Linked DNA regions of Mus musculus: region 2 is linked to region 1. Evidence: chromatin contacts called from public Micro-C data. All regions are on one chromosome and are shown on one strand. Each heading gives the region's core, a stretch centred on a gene start, on an enhancer-like site or on the middle of the called end of the contact. The rest is flanking DNA. Distances are from core to core; before and after follow the strand shown.

Evidence for each region. A called contact is a pair of places that touch in the nucleus more often than the background predicts.
Region 2: a Micro-C map of granulosa cells shows a contact between it and region 1, with 2.3 times the contacts expected there. The contact joins two enhancer-like sites. A contact is called at or near these places in 2 of 484 Hi-C or Micro-C datasets (granulosa cells and uterus) and 1 of 115 datasets of contacts at active chromatin or transcription factors (fibro-adipogenic progenitors).

What each region holds. Positions count from the first base shown.
Region 1 is chr2:16,447,634-16,454,642 of GRCm38.p6, reverse strand. The region is part of intron 1 of Plxdc2 (plexin domain containing 2); the gene reads right to left. Among named protein-coding and RNA genes, the nearest start is that of Plxdc2, 95 kb to the right of the region's middle. Within about 2 kb of position 3,107, at least 72 of the 459 cell types and tissues checked have an H3K27ac peak or open chromatin away from gene starts, as enhancers often do. A contact at or near this core is called in granulosa cells, where this site is marked.
Region 2 is chr2:16,740,968-16,748,332 of GRCm38.p6, reverse strand. The region is part of intron 13 of Plxdc2 (plexin domain containing 2); the gene reads right to left. Among named protein-coding and RNA genes, the nearest start is that of 4930515L03Rik, 270 kb to the left of the region's middle. Within about 2 kb of position 4,527, at least 5 of the 459 cell types and tissues checked have an H3K27ac peak or open chromatin away from gene starts, as enhancers often do. A contact at or near this core is called in granulosa cells, where this site is marked.

The sequences.
Region 1 (7,009 bases), core at 1,858-4,357:
ATACCCACTTTCTTCTACATTTCGTGATGGATATTGATTATCTGCATGATGAGAGTTAATATTTGTAAAAGCCTAATCACACTCCAACATTCATTTCTATCTCAGTAAGCAAAGCTGAAGTCATAAAATAGCGTTCAGTGCCCAGAATAAATCCGCCCTGGCTTCTTATCCCAGATTTAAAGACCTTCACTACCGACTATGAGTTAGGCTATAGCAACCTTGAACTTCTCATTTTCCACGAATGTATTTTCAGACTCCTCACTACTAAAAGGGATCAGATGAAACTAACTCTGTGATGGCCTGTTTTCCCCAATCTTAGAAGGGACGAAAGTGTGCCTGAGAAAGTTGCTGGCTTGCTAATTCAAATAGAATTTGACATAAAAGTCAATGAGGAAGTGCTCATATAGACTTTATTTTCAAAGATAGGGAGATAAGTGTCATTTACCAACATCATAAGCAAATAAAAAGAAAACAAAAAAGATGCAGACCAAAGGTACCTCTCACTGAACTCACTCGACACCTGTACTCGACACCTGTAAAGGCAGGTCTGTCTTTATGACCCACAGACTGTCCACCTAAAGCCCACTTAGCACACCACCGTGTGACTTCTGCCATGTACCAGCAGCTTATAAATTCACTGGTGTGCAGAGACTTCCTGGCCCTCAGCTGCCTGATGGTTCTGATTGAGGAGCAACAAGCCTGGCAGACTTTCCTGCAGGACCTGCTGGCTCACCGTGGCACTTTGATGTTAAATAGAGCTTGCTGGTGTCACCTCCTGAGCTTAAGTGAGTTAGCAGTGTTGGTGGCAGCAGGGCCACAGACGTATTTACACAGCCACCACTTGCAGACCTTTAACTCTGCCCCTGATTTTGAATCCATTTTCTGTCAACTTCTGAAAAGGCATGGAGAGGTAGGAAATACAAAGGCATGGTCATCAGAAGAAGCCATTATTGTATCTCTGCGGGGTGACAATAAAGCATAGCCCAGCATATATTTTCTGCCACCTAAAGCGTAAAGCAAAGCTGAAATCATGAGCTTCGACCCTTCACTGCATCACAGGCAAACACATGGGTACCAATATAATTTTTTAAAAAGTAAATACAGAAACCAGTGGCAGGGGAGCTGACTTAGCACTTTGAAAAAAAAATATTTTATTTATTTCCAGTCCAGTGGCTGCTGCCCTGTCATTCTGCCCTCTCACAGCTCCTCATCCCTTCCTCCTCAGGCTTGCCTGAGGGGTGCTCCCTTCCCACCAGGCCTCCCCTTTCTCTGCAGCCTCAAGTCTCTCAAGGACTAAGCACATCTTCTCCCACTGAGGCCTGATCAGGCCAACCTCTGCTACATATTTGCCAAGGGCCACAAACAAGCCCCTGTATGCTCCTGGTTGGTGGATCAGTCTCAGAGAGCTCCCTGGGGTCTAGGTTAGTCGAGACTGCTGGTCTCCCTATAGGGGTCTCCATTTCAGCTTCTTTAATCCTTCCCCTAATTCAACAATAGGGATCCGGGATTTCAGTCCAATGGTTGGGTGTAAGTGAGCCACTGGTAGGGTCTCTCATGAGGGCCATGTTAGGCTCCTGTATGTAAGTATGTCATAGCAATGGGCTCACAGGACACTTACTACAGAAACAAACCAAGCACTCAAGGAATGACCCAAAAGAGTAGACACTGTTCTGAGCGACACACGTTAGGTTAGAGGGCTTAGCTCATGGAATATGGGGATTTTCTTGAGGGAGCCTTTACATATTCATTCGGGAAAGCAATTCACTGAACACAGATCCCTGAGTATGCTTGGCTAAGCAGTACATTCCTGAGCGTGCTCAGCCTAGGGTCATAATGTAAAAAGGAAGGAAAGTGTATTTAGAGACATGTTTAACCCAAGGTCATTGAGCACTGATTTTAAGATTTAACAAGGTGAACAGGAATGACTCTGAATAAGGACAGCTTACAATATAACGTATTATGTGAATATTAAAAATGGACAGTTCACTTAAATATTAATTAGAAATTTGTTATGAATGATATATACCTTCTTTAGCAGCATATAAAACAGATAATAGAATCTTATCTGTGCCATTAAATGAAATTATTCTATTTGATATACACAAATAATAATTATGCCAAGCCCTCAGGATAGCATAGCTACAAAGAAACAGTATATAAATTCTTTGATACTTTTATGCTTCTACAACTCTGCCAAAAACACTGAGTTGCAGATAGATGCATTAATGTTTTGACAAAATCATCTAGGCAGGGCTGGAGAAGTCACACGGAAGTCAATAGCACCTTTTATTTTTTTCTAGAGAACCAATGTTCAATTCCCTGCACCCACATGATGGATCAAAACCAGCTGTAAAATCATTCCTGGGGTATCTGGTGCCCTCTGCTGGCCTCCATGGGAATTGCATGTGCATAATGTGCTGACATACAGGCAGGTAAAACCACCCCGAAATAGGATAAAATGAATTTTTTTGTTTTGTCTTTTTGTTTGTTTGTTTGTTTGTTTTCCGAGATAGGGTTTCTCTGTATAGCCCTGGCTATCCTGGAACTCACTTTGTAGACCAGGTTGGCCTCGAACTCAGAAATCCACCTGCCTCTGCCTCCCAAGTGCTGGGATTAAAGGCATGCGCCACCACTGCCCGGCGGATAAAATGAATATTAAAATAGCTTAGATAGACATTATCCTGTGTAAGACTTTTCTGATAGTGCATCTAAGAGGATTTCTTAGTCTTATATGATATTTGGGGGTAGACTCTTACTGAGAGTAATCAGCTCAGAAATACATAAATCATGGTCCTCCGCAGCAGAGCTAGTGCTCAACAGCACGCTTTCTTCTGACTACTGACAATCTGCAGCTTCCTGCTCTTAAACAAGAAAAGACTGAACAACTTAGAAAACAACTCAAGGGATTTTCCATACATAAGCCAGAGCATTTGGGATAAGTTGAGAATAAACAATATAGACAGACACAAGATTTCCTTTGAAACCCTGCCTGCCTCAAAAACAAAAGAGTTGAGAAGAGCTTTGCGCTGGAGAGGCTGAAGTCCAGTTGTTTTTTTCAAGCCTCAAGTATGTGAAACACTATGTCTGTTAATAAGGAAATGGTTCCATGAGTCAAGGTCTGAGCTCTCATGGCCTTGAAGCCAGGCCAAGCTGGGAAATTCTGGCACTTTGGATCAACTTTAGGAGCTTTAAAAACATGTTTTAGTTTTTGAATCACTGAGCTGTATTTTATTACAAAATCCCTAAGCGAGGGAGGTACATGCTCAGACATCCCTGAGCAAGGCGCCAATTGTTTACTCTCTGTTCTTGAATGTGTCCATCCAACAAAATTAAGACATCAAGTCCATGTGGTATGATCCATTCAAAACTTTATTAGCAGAAAACACAAACACTGTCGGTCACAAGAGGGGCCGCCTCCGACCACTTCTTCACAGGTGGAGTCCAGGAAGCTCAAATCTAATTGAATGAGGGCTCACAAAGGGAGTTTGCTTCTAATAAACCTTCCCCCTCAGATCCCCAGCACCAGGGCTTGAACAAACAGCAAGTAAATAAAACTATCACTGAAGTGTGTCTAATTGCCTCTATCCCAACACATACATAACTCCGCCCTACTGGAACAGCCCCATAAAGGATAAGTTATGACAAGCTTTTAAACACACTGGCAAACTGTCCCTCAATTCACAGTGAGGCAGCATTAGTTTAGCTCCAGGGACTCTGCTAGCCTGCAGAGTGTCTTTGTGTAAATTAGAATCAGATGTCCTCTGGGTGGGATTTTTACATGCATTGTTGGGACTGCTCCTAGGGCACTGTGCTTGGCACATGGAATGCTGACTGGATTTTAGCTTCTTTCCTTCATTGGCTAGCTGCAGCTTTTTACTGGAAATAGCCCACATTGGCAGTCCTGAGCCAATTCCACTGAAGCTTTTAATGATGGAACACAATCTTAAGAAAAAAAAAAAATCCTTAAGAAGAATGGAGACTCCAAAGAAAGAAAATATAGCTAACAGTGAAGTCCAATGGCAGTGCTTGGTTTTGTGACAAAGCACATCAGACCAGACACTCTGTGAAAGGAAGGGACATCTTTTGTAAATTCTTTTCAGATATATAAATCTAAACCTTCATGTTCCAGAAGAAGAGAGGGACTCATTTTTTAATGATGAGGAAGGTGGCCAACAGAGTAGAAACTGACCTTCTGAACTATATAACTATTCATAGTCTATACTTTGTTAAATGTTCCATTAGTATCTTATGATCATTTTTTTCTATGACATTTAATAATATAATTTTCACAAAGTATCACATCTGAAATTATATTTTTCAATGAATGTCAAAATGTAGACCTCATACATATGTAAGTAAGGCAAATATTCACTGCAATGAAAATAAAAATTAATACATGAGAGTTAGCTACTTTGAACCATTAAGCACTAAAATCTTGTGTTCTAGAAGAGATTTCAAAGGTCAGAACATAGTCCAATGCCTGCAGGGACTTGGAAAATGCCATTAATAAGCATAGAGTGCCATTTGTAAGGAAACCAAGATACTAGCCAGCCATGGATAACCACTGAAGTTAGGCCTCAGTGTCGGTAAAGAATGAAAGTAGAGACAAGAAGAAATGTTGTCTTATTTGAAAGTAAGGATGTTAGGAACTAGGATGAAGCCCACAGCAACGAGATAGCAATGCCAACACTAGTGTGCACTTGAAGTATATGGAGATGCTATAAGATGTGTTTGAATGTCGCTGTGTGTAAAGAGGTCATACATTAATCCCAAGAGTATCTGAAATTACTGCGTGTAAGAAACCTCTGACTTCAAACAAGGCCTTTCTAGTATTAGGATGGAGCTGACGTGCCTTTATTTAGCATTCTTAAGACTACTGCGGCACTCACCCCAGGAGTATGTTATTTAGAATGGCATTCTTGAGCGTTTTAATATGCAGTAACCATACTTCAAGTTTCAATACTGACAGGAAGGAGAGAAAGACAAAACAACCAAGTCTTATGATGCAAAACCAGTATAATCAGACTCAGGTATATATCAAACAGATGACATGTGAAACCTATCATCCTTTAAAAATGACTCATGGAGCATGCCTTTAATCCCAGCACTTGGGAGGCAAAGGCAGGCGGATTTCTGAGTTTGAGGGCCAGCCTGGTCTACAAAGTGAATTCCAGGGCAGCCAGAGCTATACAGAGAAATCCTGTCTCGAAAAAAAAAAAAAAAAAAAAAAAAAAAAAACAAAAGACTCATGGAGAAAACACATACTACTTTCTTTGTCTGTTCTCTGAATTCCTTTTGTTTCTTGTTTATTAGTTGAGTAGATTAATATTCAGCCCAATTTGTTAATTGTTTCCCTTAAAGCAATAGACTATTAATTATAGTCACTGTTATTAGCCAGTTCTAATTCTCCCAAACAGCAGATGTTTTTAAAACAGGCTCACGGTGAGAGTGTCAGTTTAAAATATTCTCTGTCAGCAAGCTGCATTCTTTTAGCAAGTGCCTACATGCAAGATAATGTCCTTTCTTAATAAGGGTTTTGTGCAAATGAAAATGAGCAGAACACTCTAAGTGTAAAAGCTATGCCAATTAATGCCAAAGTGTCTCCTTAGATGGACTTTCATTTCCACTGTTCGGATAAGAATTTTATATACTACATTGATTAAAAAAAGAGTTTTCAAAGGACACTGTTACAAGTAATTAGGATCCTTTATATAGTTATGCTTGATGTCTTTTTTTAGCTTGTATATACACTGAATGATGCAAATAACATTATATTTAATAATGGGCCACTTTAGTATTTTAAGTTTACACTAGTAACATGAAATTTTTCATTTGCTGTCCCAATGCATCAAATGCATTTCATAGCTGACCAGATTGTCCCTAGAGAAGCATCTCACAGAATGTCCAGACACTGTGAAGCACATCCAACTTGATACAATAAAGCCTCTGTACTCCCAAATGCTACGGCATCCTGTGGACATGGCTTTGCTTCTTCACTATGTCACAGTGGCCGTTAGCTTGTGTTCTGCCACTAAGAGCACCACCAATCTTATATATGTCCTTTCAGGAAATATTTGTTTTTTTAAAGAAGATGTTTTAATGATCCACTTACTCCATAAGTACACTATCTTCAGAAGCCTGATTCTAACACTATAGTACAGGAAAGCATCAACTATTTTTATGAATTCTCTTACATGATCCAGGCCAAGCCTCTGTCTCCTGTTTTAAAACTTCTGGTAGCTCAAAGCTTTCTTCAATTAAAAAATAAGCATCATCAATTTGCTCAGTTTGTATTTGATTTATTGATGGCAAAAAAAAAAAAAACTAGTCTATTCAATATTCCTTTTGCTCATTCCTGTTTGCCCTCAGTTTGGTGGTCTTCCTTCTGAATCCCACAGAGAATGTGGTGACTTTAAACTCTACCTACTCGTGAGCCTTTCATCACTCAGGCTGAGGACAAGATCCACCTGCACTTGTTGTTTCCCAACTATTGCTTCAGAGGCAATTAGAATTCCGGGCTCTGCCACAAGCTAGCTATGTTTCGTAAAACATGGGGCTCTTAATCTCTCATAGCCTGATCTGCCTTGAAAAAAGGATCGTTGCTTCATGCAGATTCTCTAAATCCAGCAATAGAACTGCTTCACCCTTCTAAAAATAAAAGTTGTAGCAGTAGTAGTAGTAGTAGTAGTAGTAGTAGCAGCAGCAGCAGCAGCAGCAGCAGTAGAAAATGATAATAGACAGCATCTATCTTAGGAAGAGGCTCAGGTTAACCAACAGCTAAACTGGAGGATGAGAATTTAATTTCTCCATCTAAAGGCACTGATGTTATCACTGTATTGGACATCTGCAATTGGAAAGGAGGAAAGAAACACTTTATTTAGACCATTTATGGCCAGAGAGAAGCACAGGGTACTTGCCATCAGTCACCAGCACAGGGGACAATGAACTGTGCAGAACCGGCTCCTGCTTTACCGTGGTGGTCACAAGCAGAGCAGGGAGGGAGGCTGAG
Region 2 (7,365 bases), core at 3,278-5,777, 290 kb before region 1:
TCCTCCTCCTCCTCCTCCTCCGCCTCCGCCTCCTCCTCCTCCTCCTTCTTCTTCTTCTTCCTCCTTCCTCCTCCTCCTCCTCCTCCTTCTTCTTCTTCTTCCTCCTTCCTCCTCCTCCTCCTCCTCCTCCTCCTCCTCCTCCTCCTTCTTCTTCTTCTTCTTCTTCTTCTTCCTTCTCCTTCTCCTTCTCCTTCTTCCTTCTTCTTCTTCCTCCTTCCTCCTCCTTCTCCTTCTCCTTCTTCTTCCTTCTTCCTCCTCCTCCTCCTCCTCCTCCTCCTCCTCCTCCTCCTCCTCCTCCTCCTCCTTCTTCTTCTTCTTCTTCTTCTTCTTCTTCTTCTTCTTCTTCCTCCTCCTCCTCCTCCTCCTCCTCCTCCTCCTCCTCTTCCTCCTCCTCCTTTCACATATCCTTAAAGATTATTTCCCTTGATTTATTATTATTCATTTTAGAAATGAAGCTAGAAAGACTTAATGGCGATTTGGAATCCCTTGCGGTCGGTCCCATGTCACACATCATTTGCTTATCTAGTTGTTCACCACCCTCCTACATCTCATTAGTAAAAATGAGTAAAATTGATAAAGCACAATGAAAAATTACCCAAGATAGTCATCATTCATACAAAACTTAAAAATCTTATATAAAAGAAATGGCATTTCTCATAGTAATGTGTTAGAATACATGCAAGTTAAGTGCTATAAACGGAAAAGCCGAATGTTTGAAAAATATTTGTAGCATTGACAAAATGCCACAAAAGAAAGGCTCCACACCACAAAAATTTTGCTTCATGAAGGACATGACAAACAAAACAAAACAAAACAAACAAACAAACAAAACCTTATGCTATCACTTCCAGCATGTCTGGGATATGCATGAACCAAATCTTTAGTCTGTGTTTGGTATGGAGGAGATTTATTCTATTTTTTTTTCTGTTCTTTCACAGTTCCCTTGATGCCTCTGTTTCATAACTAAAAAACCCAAAGGAAAGTGGAAAAACTTTGCCAAAAATCTGCTGTCCTTTATAAGACCTCCACAAAGACATGGGCAATGTCATTCTGAGACCACACTATGGTGACTAAGTCATGTGATGTCTTTGGAACTTTTTTTCCTATCTTCAAACTTGTATTCAATGTTTCCTTCAAGAATCTAGGATCTTTATAATTGTCCTGAATTGCTTAGAATCTGGGTAAAGAGAATAATAACAGCAATAATAAAACCTCTGTGTTGTGATTACTGAACTACAACCCATCCTGTTTTGGTTTATTATATAAATCCTAAATATGTAGGAAAGTTACATTCATTGGTATTTACTGAAGTTGTTATTCTGTATCTGTCTGCAGCTGTTCCACTACATGTTTAGAGGAAAATAATAGTTAACTATGACTTTAAGTGGACGAGTAAGTATTTGATCTCATAGAAAAGTCCTTAGTGTTGGTGCTGCAGTGTGAAACATGGACCCAATGGGCTGAGGAGGACATGGACAGAGGAGACTGGAAACCTGGGCACTGATTTGGTCCCATAGTGAACTCACATGTCTGATGACAGTGAAGCAGCCATATAGGGAAGAGATCCTTTGAGCTTCTTCCTTGAGACCCAGGCATTGGCAAATCTATTTTCTTTTAAGAATGGCCAATTCAAAGTATTATAGGAACTGGAAGATACTCCAGGGTCACTTGCTTGTAAAGCAGAATGCATGTTGAAAACCCTATATTCAAACCAGAATGTAGTGTGAATCTATTACAGATAACCAGAGTATAGCACCCTCAGACAGTCAGGTAGCCTTCCATTTAATTTCTGAGAAGTTATGTGATTAATTACATTCAGAAGAAAATATTCACAGTGATTTGTGGCACTTGGGGTAAGTCAGGTAGGCTGAATTCTTAATTACTCCTTCAGCACTAGTAACTGAAGAGTCGTCCAAATCCGTCTCAATGGTCAATGGCGAGATAATTAGTTGATCCACAAACAAACCTGTGGGGTCCATTCAGCTAGCAGTGTGCACAAAACAGTTCCTGGAGACCTGTTCTCAGGGGCACAGAGGACATAGACAGGTCTCTCCGGGCTTAAATAGCCCTGGGAAGGAAAATAATCAGCACTTAGGTTAGCAAAGTGCACAGCAGTCTTTGACAAGCATAAAGTTGAGGTCCTTGTATTTCCTATTGCTTTCCTCTGTGAGTACCTGAAGTGGCAAGTGGTTGGAATCACTCCCAAACACAAGGCTTAGGAAAAGGAAGTGGTGGGTTCTTTGTTATGTTTCCTCATCTGGAAAATGAAAGGAACTGAAGAATAGAGAGGTTGGTTTCTACTTACTCTCCTCTTAAAAACTATTTTCTTTAAATATATAAATTTTACATCCTGATCGAAGTTTCCCCTCCCTACTCCTCTCCCAGTCCTTCCCTCCTTTACCTCCCCCTATCCATTCCTCCTTCCTCTCTCTGTAAAAAAGAGGAGCTCTCCCATGGATATCACCCAGCCTTAGCATATCAAGCTGCAGTAAGACTGGGGCTTCTTCCATTGAGGTTTAAAAAAGGCAGTACAGTGTGGGGAAAGGGTCCCAAAGGCAGGCAACAGGGTCAGAGACAGTCCCTGCTCCTGCTGTTAGGAGTCCCACATGAGGACCAAGCTGCACAACTGCTGTAATTAATTAATTACATATATGCAGAGTGTCTAGGTCAGTGCAATGAACAAAACCTTCTACTTTCCCTTTGTCCTGCTTACAAGATGTGCAGGGGTTAAAATGGTGCAGCACTCGAGAGAAGGATGAATCAATGACTGGTCCAGCTTGAGACCCATGCCATGATAGGGAGCCCACCCCTGACACTATTAATTATATTCTGCTATACTTACTGACAGGAGCCTAGCATAACTGTTATAGAGAGGCCACACCCAGCAACTGATGGAAACAGATGTTGAATATTCTTTTAAAACCTTTTAAGACCATAGTCTCTTTTCAGTAGTACAACCTCACCTGGTGCTCACTGGTCTCCAACAGGCTGACTTCTCTCTCTGTCTCTCTGTCTCTGTCTCTCTCCCTCTCTTTCTTTTTCTTTTTCTTTCTTAAAATATTTTATGATTTCTTTCATTAAGCATGTTTGCAAGCTTTGCATTTAAGTGTTCATGCTTTATTATGAGCCTACTAAACTCAAAGGAACCCATTTTCAGCTGGGTGTGGGAGGCCTAGGAATCAGCATTCCTAGTCATCCCCCAGTACTATGGCTGCTGCACTGTGAGACATCCCTGAAGATTAAGGGTCATGATTCTGGATGGTAACTTAAAGCAAGAACACTGTCTCAAGACAAGGGGAGGAATATGAACTTTAACCCTGTGTACCTAGCACACAGACCAACCAGGGAACTAAACACGCATTTCTTTGATAGCCAAATCGGCTCTTTAACCTTTACCTTTGACTGGGAAAAGGAAGGGTCTATTTTTGTTTTTCATACCTTCAAACATAGTCGTTCACTATTTTCCTTACTTTGTGTTGAGTATTTTTTGGCTTAGTGAGTTACAAGGCTGAAGTTTCAAGACATAACAAACAATTATAAAATGCACCAGTTAACTTTGAATTTCAGATAAACAAGCCACTTTTCAAACTATGTTTAATCCCACAAATTTAAACAAAAATTGACTCATTTTTGTTTGAAATTCAAATATGCTTAAGTGACCTGTATTTTATTTGGCATCCAGCTGTATAAAAATACTGGCCCTGAGTTAAAACCAGTGAAACTTGCCATCTAATTTAAAAATACAAGACTCAGTTTGAGGCAGTATCTTTCTGCCTCATGGATTATAGGTTTTTCTTTCCTTGAAAAAAAAAAAAAAAGAGTAATTTTCTAGAAATGGCCATGAATTGCCAGCAACAGCTCAATACTGAATTCCTCAACATTTTATATATTTCTTGCTTTTCGTACTTTAGTTTTTCTTCATTTGAAAGTTGTCTTTTAGATGATCTAGAAATATGAGCAATAAATACCACTGGCTCAGATACAAATGAGAGTATCCAAAAATATCCATTAACAATGACAAAATCATGCAGCATGTTATTTTTTTCCTTTAAAGCTAATGTATTGAAAGTATAAAGAAAATGAGTTTCCATTGGCTACTAAGTTAAATAGACTTTTCATTTATTTTTTATTTATAATTCTTCCCCTGTTTCTCTGTCTCTGTCTCTCTATGTGTGTGTATGTTCTTTTGAGAGGCCAAAAGAGAGTGAGTGTCATATCCCCTAGGAGCCCCTAGGAGCCCCTAGGAGCTGAAGTTCCAGGGAGCTGTGATATGCCTGGCCTGGGTGCTGAGACCAAACCTAGTCCCTTTGCAAAAGTAGCAAGTGCTCTTAATTGCTAAGTCAGATACTCAATGTGAGGAGGAATGCTTTCAACTCCTACATCTCAAGCACTTAGTGTCTTATTTTCTTTCACTGTGAAGAGGTTTCCAAGCAGACTGAAATTAAAATCCCTTTGAGGGAGGGAAGTCAAAACATAACTGATATTGAGAGGCCGCAGTGACCTCACTTACATGCTCACAAGCAGGGCTCAGGCAAACACGTTTGATAAATGTCCCCCAGAGAGCCAGTGATCAGTGAGCCCGAACACTTCCCACTATCTACTTACTGTTCTTCATCCACATCTATCATTTCCTTCTCTGAAACTGTCTGGGGGATTCCCTCAATCAGGGGTGCCACTTAATTTATCATCTTTACTTATACAGACCATCCATTTCTGTTTATGTCTAGGAAAATGGCCCAGATGCCCATGTGCAGATTAGAAGTCACTTCTTGCCCTGCTCTGCAAGTTCAGATATGTCTAGTGTTTTATCAGTCTCTCTTGATGTACTCTGGAAACACTGTGGTAGCGTCTGTGGATGTATCTTATAGTGTCTATTTTTTCCTACTCTCTCTAGATATCCTAAGGCCCAGGAGACAAGAACTGCTCAACTCTGAAATGTCTACTGCAGTGGAGTACCAAAGACAGTTGATACCAGAAGTGGATTCTTTTTTGTGCGCTTCTGACTATTCCTTCTAGTAATAATCTCAGAAGGACATTGGCTAATATGAAAACTAAAAAATAAAATAAAAATTACTTTTCTAAGTTCTTTTCTGTTGCTGTAATAAAACACTCCAAACACAAAGTGACCTAGGAGATGGAAAAGTCTACCACTGAGAGGCGTGAGAACAGGAACACAAGGTAGGAACTTGAAGGAGAAACCAGAGAGAAATACTGCTCATAAATTTATGCTTAGTTAGCTCTCTTATAGAGTCCAGGACTACCTACCTACAAATGGTGTCACCTGCAATGGGTTGGTCCCTCCTCTATTAATTAATAATCATGAGAGATATATTCAATCTGATTTATGCAATTCCTCGGTAGAGGTTTTCCTCAGATAACTCTAGGTGGTATGTGTCAAATTGACAATTAAGTCAAACTAGAAAAGATTGTCACATAAAATAAGAACACAGAAATCTGAATGTGTATCTTGTGATGCACATTCCTGAAGATTCAGGAACATAAAAGTATATTGCCATGTAAGTGAGCTTCACCAAAATCAGAGGGTGATTTTCCTATATTCTCATACACACAACTGTGACACCAAAAGTTTTCATCTTGAGTCTACAAATTTCATGCAAATGTACAAGGTACTATCTTATGGGCTGAAGATAACTCTGGGCTTAAATCAAGTACCCAGCATCCTAAGTACTCCAAATTCACTCTCTAAATGGATGCTTGTCACAGAGTTACGGACCAAATATACAACTTGGTATTCTAGTATAAGCATCCATGTAGCAGTCCACTTACTTGTGGACAAATAATAAAATTATGCTAAGCTTTTGTTCATATCAACATTGTGATAAGAAAACACAATAGTAGCAAGCTCTACCCTTTAGCAATTAGTTTGGTAAAGTTTTTCCAGCAAAAAAATATTTTTTCCTTACTATGGTTTAGAATTTCTGGCATATAATGCCATTAAAAAGTTAATCTTATTTTAAATTTTACCCAGAAATGGCCCCCTGTAAACAGACAAAACTCCCTCATTACCTGAACCTGGACCCAAACCTTAGTCTACAATAAAATGAAACGGTACAGACAAAAAGACTCATAATGAACGTAGGTGTTGATTTGCAGAACGTTTACTCTATTGTATAGGTTCTATATTCTTGAATGATATGCTACGTTCATGACTTTCTCATTCATTGCCAGACACTTTGATACCCTAACTGGGCATGATGATAATGACTATTAATGAATGCATTCAGTCAGCCAATGAAGTTACCCTTTTCACACATCTATTCAAAACATCTGCTAAACTAGAAGCGTACACACTGTGTTTAGGGAGCCATTCATTTGCATGTCAAAGCTTAAAAAAATGCTAACAAGTAGTGTTATCCCAAACCACAGCAGGAAGAATTCAAAGTGTATAAGATCAAATGCCCACCGAAAACACTCAACATATGCTATGAGTTTCAAGGAAAAGCCTTGCAGTTGAAGTTGACTCAGTAAAGATAGTTCCATGAACAGAATAAGTATACTATAAAGAGTAGCCAGAGTGAAGCTGACCACTGATGAGCTTCATTCTGGCCCTTCTATGTGGGGGAACATTCCTGGTCTTCAGAAACTCTCAGTCCCTGGTTTTGTGTAATTTGATTGTCCTTTTCAATAACTTTAGTAACCTTTTCTATCTCAATGTTTCTTCCAGGATATTTTGAATTTATTCAATCGAACCCCTTTGACATGCACATTAGACCTTATACAACTTCGCCTCAAAGCAGTCAGCCACCTGGGGATCTTAGGATCACACAAACCTAAAATACCCTATATCCTTTGGCACAACAGTGACTATCATTAGTCTCTGCCATTTTCCCAGTCTCTGCCTCACACTCTGTCGGCCTTGGACCATTTTCAATCAATTCACAAGTAGCTCTCTCATCTACATGACAAGCAATTCTAGATAAACTTTCATCATCTTTATAAAAAATTCTTAGCTATTACATTTTTGGATTTCAGATTCTACAGCTATTGTGGAAAGGTCACATACCCAGTTTAGTCCGACCTCAAAGAACATCAGTGCTTAGACTACTGCTTGCTTGTGGCATTCTCACAGTATGCCCAGTAACCAGATATTCAGGTCCCACATTCACCTCCTGCTATCCCCCAATTCTGTACAACTCACTCTATTTTTACTTAGAATTCATGCTTTTTCTTATCTGAAATTTCTTTTGTGTACTTGTTTTCTGTCCAATGCTCTTGTCTCAGCTAGCAGGTGATGTTATCACTTTCTCCTTTGCAAACACTTTGAGACACTCATGCCTTCTCACCTTTCCCCTTTCCCCTCCTCCTCTTACCCTATCCCCTTAATGCAACTTTCCTTAAGCCCAC